2 separate regions of the Ovis aries genome follow, and region 2 is linked to region 1. Evidence: chromatin contacts called from public Hi-C data. All regions are on one chromosome and are shown on one strand. Each heading gives the region's core, a stretch centred on a gene start, on an enhancer-like site or on the middle of the called end of the contact. The rest is flanking DNA. Distances are from core to core; before and after follow the strand shown. Region 1 holds the start of TNFRSF1B (TNF receptor superfamily member 1B). Region 2 overlaps TNFRSF8 (TNF receptor superfamily member 8).

What was found. A called contact is a pair of places that touch in the nucleus more often than the background predicts.
Region 2: a contact with region 1 is called in a Hi-C map of blood, with 2.4 times the contacts expected there. The contact joins the enhancer-like site here to the promoter of TNFRSF1B in region 1. A contact is called at or near these places in 3 of 16 Hi-C or Micro-C datasets (all in blood).

Annotation. Positions count from the first base shown.
Region 1 is chr12:40,789,133-40,792,693 of ARS-UI_Ramb_v3.0, forward strand. It overlaps TNFRSF1B (TNF receptor superfamily member 1B), which reads right to left and starts at 1,918. Exons shown (of 10, transcript XM_012187301.4): 1 at 1,766-1,918. The coding sequence starts at 1,843.
Region 2 is chr12:40,832,664-40,836,224 of ARS-UI_Ramb_v3.0, forward strand. It overlaps TNFRSF8 (TNF receptor superfamily member 8), which reads right to left. Exons shown (of 15, transcript XM_027976068.3): 13 at 56-81. Among named protein-coding and RNA genes, the nearest start is that of TNFRSF1B, 43 kb to the left of the region's middle. Within about 2 kb of position 1,543, at least 29 of the 54 cell types and tissues checked have an H3K27ac peak or open chromatin away from gene starts, as enhancers often do.

The DNA of each region.
Region 1 (3,561 bases), core at 668-3,167:
ATTCAACTGGGAAACTGAGGAAAGGCTTTGGGGTAGGGATAGGGGGAAATGTGTAAAAGACCCTGAAGGATGGGGGAGGGGTTACCATGGAGAGGGGGCAGCATGGAGTGTGAAGATACACAACGTCCATGAAACACCCAGATGCCTCACTCGCTCTGGCCTGAGAGTGAGGCAGCAGGGGCAGCAGGTGGGGTGGAGGGGAGAGCAGTTTCTGCCTTGGTCACTGGGGGCCTTTTGCTTCTCAGGCAAGGAGAGAGGTGCTGTACTTTGAGGATGGTTGCCCCAGCGATGAGACAATCCTGGGAAGGAGGGAACAAGCTGATATGGGAGCAGGTCACAGGGGAGGGAAGCGAGAGACTCAGGCAAAGCCCTTTAACAACTCCAGGATGAGGGGCCACTGTCCGGAAGAGAAGCCTCACGCCTCTTCCCCTCAGGAGCTCCCATGACCCAGGTTTGCCGAGGCAGACAATGCCCCTAGTCTTGGTACCCTGCAGGCAGGCTGGGGACCACAGCCATGGGCATCCATACTCAGGTCTCAGAGTTGGGACTCTCCTGATCTCTGTTTACACAACAATCTCTGGGGCAGCGACCCGCCCCCACACCAAATGTGAATGAGTCTGTTCTGATCTGACAGCCTCCATTCTCTGCCCTGGAGAACTGGACTCTAAGGTATCTTTAGCCTTAGCGTGTGAGTCACCTCACATGAGTCAATGCCACCTCCTACTTTCTTCCCTGGTCAAGATGTCCAGATGGGTCAGTACACACCCATCCATAAGATCATGAGAAGGAATGAAGGCAGACCTCCTCATTTGCCAAGAAGGGAAAGGAAGAGATGTCCTCTTTAAGGGAAGAGCACCCTCCCATGCCCTTCTATGAAATACAAGTTTGCGGAGCCTCAGTTTTCCTTCTCTGCAAAATGGGACCATTCAGTCTTACCAGCCACAAAGGGCAAAGGAGGAGCAGTCCTCTGCACACTTTCCCTTGCTGTCTAGTGACTGCAGTCAGTACTGAATAACAGCTCTGGGGTCTCTGCTCTCTCTATTTTCCTGGAGCCCCTTAGAGATCATGTCAGTCTTGACAACCAGCCCAGAAGTCCGCCCTCAGCCTTGTCCCCAGATCCTCAGGGAGGTCAGACCAGGGGAACTCTAGGACCGTATCTTCCTCCCCGTCATTCCAGAGTCCTGACAGGGCAGACTCTGAAGTGGGGTCTGGGCAAAGGTCTCGGAAGACAGCCCATAGTCTGAATGTGCCCTTATTAGGCACTTACTGCACACCTGCCCTATTCTTTTAGAGGCGCAGCCCCAGTATTTCTAAGAAAGAAGAAAAGCATTGCCCAGAAGAGGAGGAAGTCTTCTGAAGTAGGCGCCGGGCATCTGCAGTGGGGACAGCGCCCCAGTACAGTTCACCACCTACCCTCACCCCAAAGCCACCCTGGGGAGGGCAGGGGTCGCAGGGGTAACCGGAGCTGGGGTCCAGAGTCTGGGTGGGATGTGTCCAGAGCCCGCTGGCTGGCCACCAACGCCCTGGGCTGCGCTGAGGGACCAGGGTGCGACCCCCGACCGCGGTGTCCAGAGTTCCAGACCTCGGACCTCGGGCGCACGTGTGCCAAACCCGAGGTCCCCTTAAGGTCTCCAAAGGCGCGCGCGTCTGATCCTGTTTCCATGGCCCGGAGTCCAGCTCCCGTGTCAGGGCGCCCCAGGGGGACGCGCGCCAACCCGGGGGTAGGTGGGATGGCGTCCCCCGCGGGGCCGCGCGAGTCACCTACCTGGGCGGGCACGGCGCGGCCCGCGGCCCAGAACTGCAGACCGACCGCCAGCGCGGCCCAGAAGGCGGTGGGCGCCATAGGTGCGGGCGGGCTGGCCAACCCCTCGCGCCCTTGAGCGTCCGCTCCCGCTCCGCTGCCTCCGCGCCTGCGACTGAAAGCGAAAGCCGGTGCGCGGCCGGAGACAGGCCGGGGGGCGGGACCGGGCGCGGACACACCTCCTTGCCCTCCTCCTGCACCCGCCCCGCGCCGGCCGCCCTGCACCACAGCCCGGACTCTCACTGGAGTCTGTCCGCCTCGGCTCTGGGTCCGGACCTCCAGCGTCAGCCACTCCCCGCCCGCCGAGACCCTGCAACCTCCTTCTAACATCCCCTCCTATTAGAATCAAGCTTCCCAGAGGTGGCGCGGGAAACCCTCAAGGGGGACAGGCTCCTACCAAGCTTGTGGTTGCCCCGAGGCTTTGCCTGCCGACCTGCCCTCGTCCACCTACCCCTCCCACCCGCGTCAGGCTCTCCACTCTGGTGGAGGAGCGGGGCACAATTTGGGGAAAATATCGCACCAAACTGACACGAGCTCAGCTGGCGGGGGTTGGGGGGGGGGGGGGGGGGGTGGGGAGGTCCTAGATTATTCGCTCATTTAGACTTTAGAGCCGGCCCACCTGAGTCTGAATCTCTGCATTAACCTCAAAGAGAGTCTGAAGATTGAAAGTTATGGAGTAAACATACTGTAGTATATATCGGACTTCCCTGGTGGCTCAGCGGTAAAGAATCTGCCTGGCAATGCAGGAGACGCAAGAGACACAGGTTCAATCCCTGAGTCAGGAAGATCCCCTAGAGCGGAAATAGCAACCCACTCCAGTATTCTTGCAGTGTTTTTGTCCCATGGACAGAAGGACCCTGGCAGGCTACAGTCCAGGGGGTTGCATACAGTCCCTCAGGACTGAGAGACTAAACAACAATATAGTATATATTATATATAGAGGTAAACTTATAATGTAAGTATCTAAGTAACTTAGTAAGCTCTGTGTGCATATTAGCTGTTACTTCTAGTCTTCATCTGCTCATTTATCCTTAAACATTCTTCATACCCTCCTCAGAGTGAGCCTGGCCCTGCCCTGACCTCCTTGAGTCCCCAGTCCTGGTAGCAAACAAGTAAACAGAGACTGGGACAGAAAACTGTCCAGGAAGCTGTGGGGGCCCAGAGGGGCCTGGCCAAGGCCAGGGGCCACAAAGGCTGGTTTCCCTGGAGTTTACGTCTGAGCACCCATTCTAGCTGCCACTCTGAGTGCCAGGGCTTCTAATACCAGGACCAGCCCTGAGTGACCAAAAAGTTCCACCCGCCCCAGGAGTCCTTGCCCCTAGTACACAGGGTATTTCGGTGGGGGGCAGGGTGGGGAGGACTTTGTTCTCTTCCCTCACTGCCCCAAGACAGGGGACCCCCTGCTCTGGCCACCAACCCCAGGGATGGTAAGGATGATGCTTCTAAGCACTGAGTGAGAAACTGGGAAGTGACCTTTGGGGGATGGAAAATCCCACCTCCTGGTCAGGAGACTGGGAAATTACCTGGTTCCCACACATTTCTGAGACATGGGCCATGCTGAGGGCGAGGCTAGCATAGCCCACAACATTAACTCTGTAGAGAGGGTCAGCCTCTAAAATTGGCATGAAGATTCCTCCTGGCCCTTACAAGGCTTGTCTGGGAGCAGTTTGAAGAACTTCCTTATCCCTGAGAGAGAGCCAAGACCAGGAGCGGAGTGACACCTCCGTGGATGTCCCCTGCACACCTCAAACCCAGGGGGT
Region 2 (3,561 bases), core at 293-2,792, 43 kb after region 1:
AGAATCATACATATGGGCACAAAGCTGGGGTGGGGGCAAGGGAAAGGCTACTTACTATCGGGTTCCTCCCCGGCTTGGAATCTGCAAGGAGAAAAAGAGCAGTCACTTCACCAAGGGGCATCTGGCAGCTGCCTGGCCCTGCCCCACCCCACTGCAGGCAAGTGTCCCCTCCACTGCCCCCAGGGTGGAAGTTGGTCCTTCCTCAGACCTCACTCTGGAGAACAGTGGATGGGTTTCAGGCCCGGGGCACAGGGCCTCACTTCCCAGGGGCAGCCAGAGAACAGGGCAGTCATCTCTCTCCCAGCCAACAAGCCCCTCAGCACACCGGACCCCTCCCCTCCCACCCACTCCCACACATGCACAGGAGTGGTTCAGGACCAGCCGAAGAGGCCTGACAGGGTCAGAAGCTGCTGCCATCGCCTGGTGGCTGCCAGGGGCAGAAAAGGCCAGAGCCCCTCGGAGCAACATGTGAAACTCAACCACACAGGAGGACCTCATGGTGATAGAGAGAGGGTGGTGGGTCCTGAGGATCCTTTCTGAGCCCCCGAGTCAGGCATGCCTAAAGCCAGATGGCCGCAGAGCCCTTTAGGGGCTCTTCAACTGGAAATGCTAGAGATGGTACCCAGAGACATGTCTACACCAGGGTGAGTCAGCTCCCAGGCACTGAGTCCTCTGGGAGGACAGCGCTCCTTATAATCCCAAAGGGACCACCTACAGGGTATTGACTTTTGCTGCCTTTAGGTGTGGACAGCTGACCAGAGAACTCGCATATGAAGAGGCCAGCCGGCTGAGTCACCTCGGAAACTCTGACCTCTGCTGCTCTGGGAAACCAGCCTCCTCAAATCCTAGCGGAAATGCACGCTGGGGGCCAACCAGCCATGATAAAATGACACGATGGGCAATTTGAACCTGCTGTGGAGACACCAGGTCACTTTGGGGGGACAATCTTCCATGTCCATTGTAAATGACCATCCGCAGGTTAAGTGTCTAAAGGGGAAATGGATCAGAATCTCGGTCAAAAGAAACACATGTGTAAAATGACACAATGCTTGATGACCGAGTTAACAGCAGAGCAGTCACCTTAGGAGGCTCGTGGCTCTCTCCCAAGAGGAAGCCACTGTCTAGTGCCCCAGCCAGCATTTTGAGAAATGTTGCCCAGCCTGAGGCACATTCTTTTAAATGAAGTCAGAGAAGCCGAATCTTTATCCTGTGAGAGTGATTTTTGAGTTCTGCAAACAGCCAACTGTCATTTGGCAGCGAGTCATTGAGGGGAGAAAGTATGTGATAAAGTAACAAGACAGGATAAACAAAAATGATAAAACACAGTCCTGGAGAGGATGTGGGTAAACAGGAACACAGCTGCTCATGCCCTGTGAATGGGTTCCCTCTTTCTCAAGAACCATCTGGCAGTGAAAACTTCACACACTTTGATTTAGTAATCCCTCTTTGGGGACACACCCTCAGGAAATAACTCGAAGGAAAGTAACCAGGCTGTGCACAGCAGTGGAGCCTATGATAAGCAAAAAACTGAAAACGAGCCAGGTGCCGAACAAGGAAGCAGCTTAGCAGTCCTGCGTCGGAGGCCTGCTTAGCCATGCAGCCCCAGCGCAGGCCCTCACCTCTCCCGGTCTTAGTTCTCTCCTTTGGAAAAGGGGCACAATCATGCCCCTTCAGAGGGTTTTTATGAAGATTAAATGAGATCTCAGAAGAGAAGGTGCCCAGGAATCAATCATGTTGAGAGCATATTCTTCTCTCTCATATGTTTTTGAGTTTCTGTAGGCTTTATTGGGATAAGTTAACAAAAATCAAGATTCCATCAACCATCGTGTCTTAATTTATAAACTCAGCAGAGACTCTGGTCCATATACGAAAGTGTGAAAATATTAGGCGCTCAGTCATGTCCGATTCTTTGTGACCACGTGGACTATACAGCCCAGTCCACCAGGCTCCTCTGTCCATGGAACTCTGCAGGCAAGAATATGGAGTGGGTAGACATTCCCTTCTCCATGGGATCTTCCCGACCCAGGGATGGAACCCAGGTCTCCCGCATTGCAGGCAGGTTCTTTACCATCTTAGCCCCCTGGTCCATATATGTGTACATATAAAACATAACACGTTTCAACATAAACAGAGTCCCACTGGAACATTTTGCCAGTTAACAGAAAGCCAATTTTCCCTTTCCCCAAATGTCTTCAAAATTGAGTCCCCACTGTTTACTTCTCGGTGGAACTAGTCCCTTGTGGCTAGGGACACTGGAGTTCTATCCTGTCTACTAAACAAAAAAATAATTGTTTTCAAGTTTTAATTTGAGAGCACATACTCTTGATAGGTTGTGATGGAAATGACACTGAACTCATATGGTCTTCCTCCTCCAAACCCATGACTTCAGTCTAATCAGAACAAAAACACTGACCAATTCCAACAGAGGATCATCCTATACCTTAACTGACGAGCACTCCTCAAAACTGCCACGGTCATCAAAAGCTAGGAGGGCCAGAAACTGTCAGAGGCCAGGGGAGCCTAAGGCACAAATGCAAAGTGGTGTCCTGGGTGGGGTTCTGGAGCAGAAGCATGCTAGGCAAAGCCAAGTAGACCTGAACAGAGTACAGGCTTCACATAATAGTAGTGAGTCGGTATTGCTTTTATTGTGACAAGCGTACTGCAGTAGAATAAGATGTTTATAATAGAGGAAATTGGGTGTGGGCTATATTTCCACTAACTTCTCAAATTTTCTGTAAGTCTAAAACTTTTCTTTAATGAAGTCTGTTTAGATTTTTTAAATTGAAACATTAAAAAGGGAAGGAGAAAAACAAAAAGGAAGGTGGCTAGAATGCTCTCTAGCACCAAGGGCCCCCAGGATACTCCTGTGGCTTGACACTCCATCACACTGAAAAGAAAATCAGCTTTCAATCCCGTCTCTCAGAAACCAGCATAAAATAATGTCAAGGTGAAAAGGCAGAATCCAGATGGCGTCAACCTCGGCCTATAGCCGTGTTACAACCTGCCTGTGTTCTTTAATAAAGACCGAGAACGAGCGGTGCCAGCTGCAGAGGTCAGATTTCATAAGGGCTTTTTCCCTCAAAAATGTTGCTTCAGTTCCCTGTCTTCATTCATTGGTAACCTTGCTTTTTTGGAATGATCGCAATCTTCTCACAAATGTGTCCAGCGTCCCAGGACACAAATCCAGGGACAAATTGGGCATTGGCAGCCCCCTCCGTCCCCATAGAGAAGTGCTTGGCTTCCCAGAGCTGCTCTGAGGGCTGCTCAAGCCAAGCACGTGGGTTCTGACACCCAGGTTATGCATCCTTTCCATCCCTGTTGCTGTCTGCTGTCAGCTCCATCCCCTCTCTGGCTGCTGCGGGAAGTGGAACAGACCCAAGGAAGGAGTTTGGCAACAGGCAGCCTTAGATTCCAGTCCAGGAAGGGGCAGGGAACTATTACAAGCTAAGCTGGGAACTCGGTGATGGAGTGCTCCAGGGAACCCCCTGGCGGTCCCATGGTTGGGACTCAGCACTCTGACTGCCAAAGGCTGGGGTTTGATCCTTGGTCAGAGAACTAAGG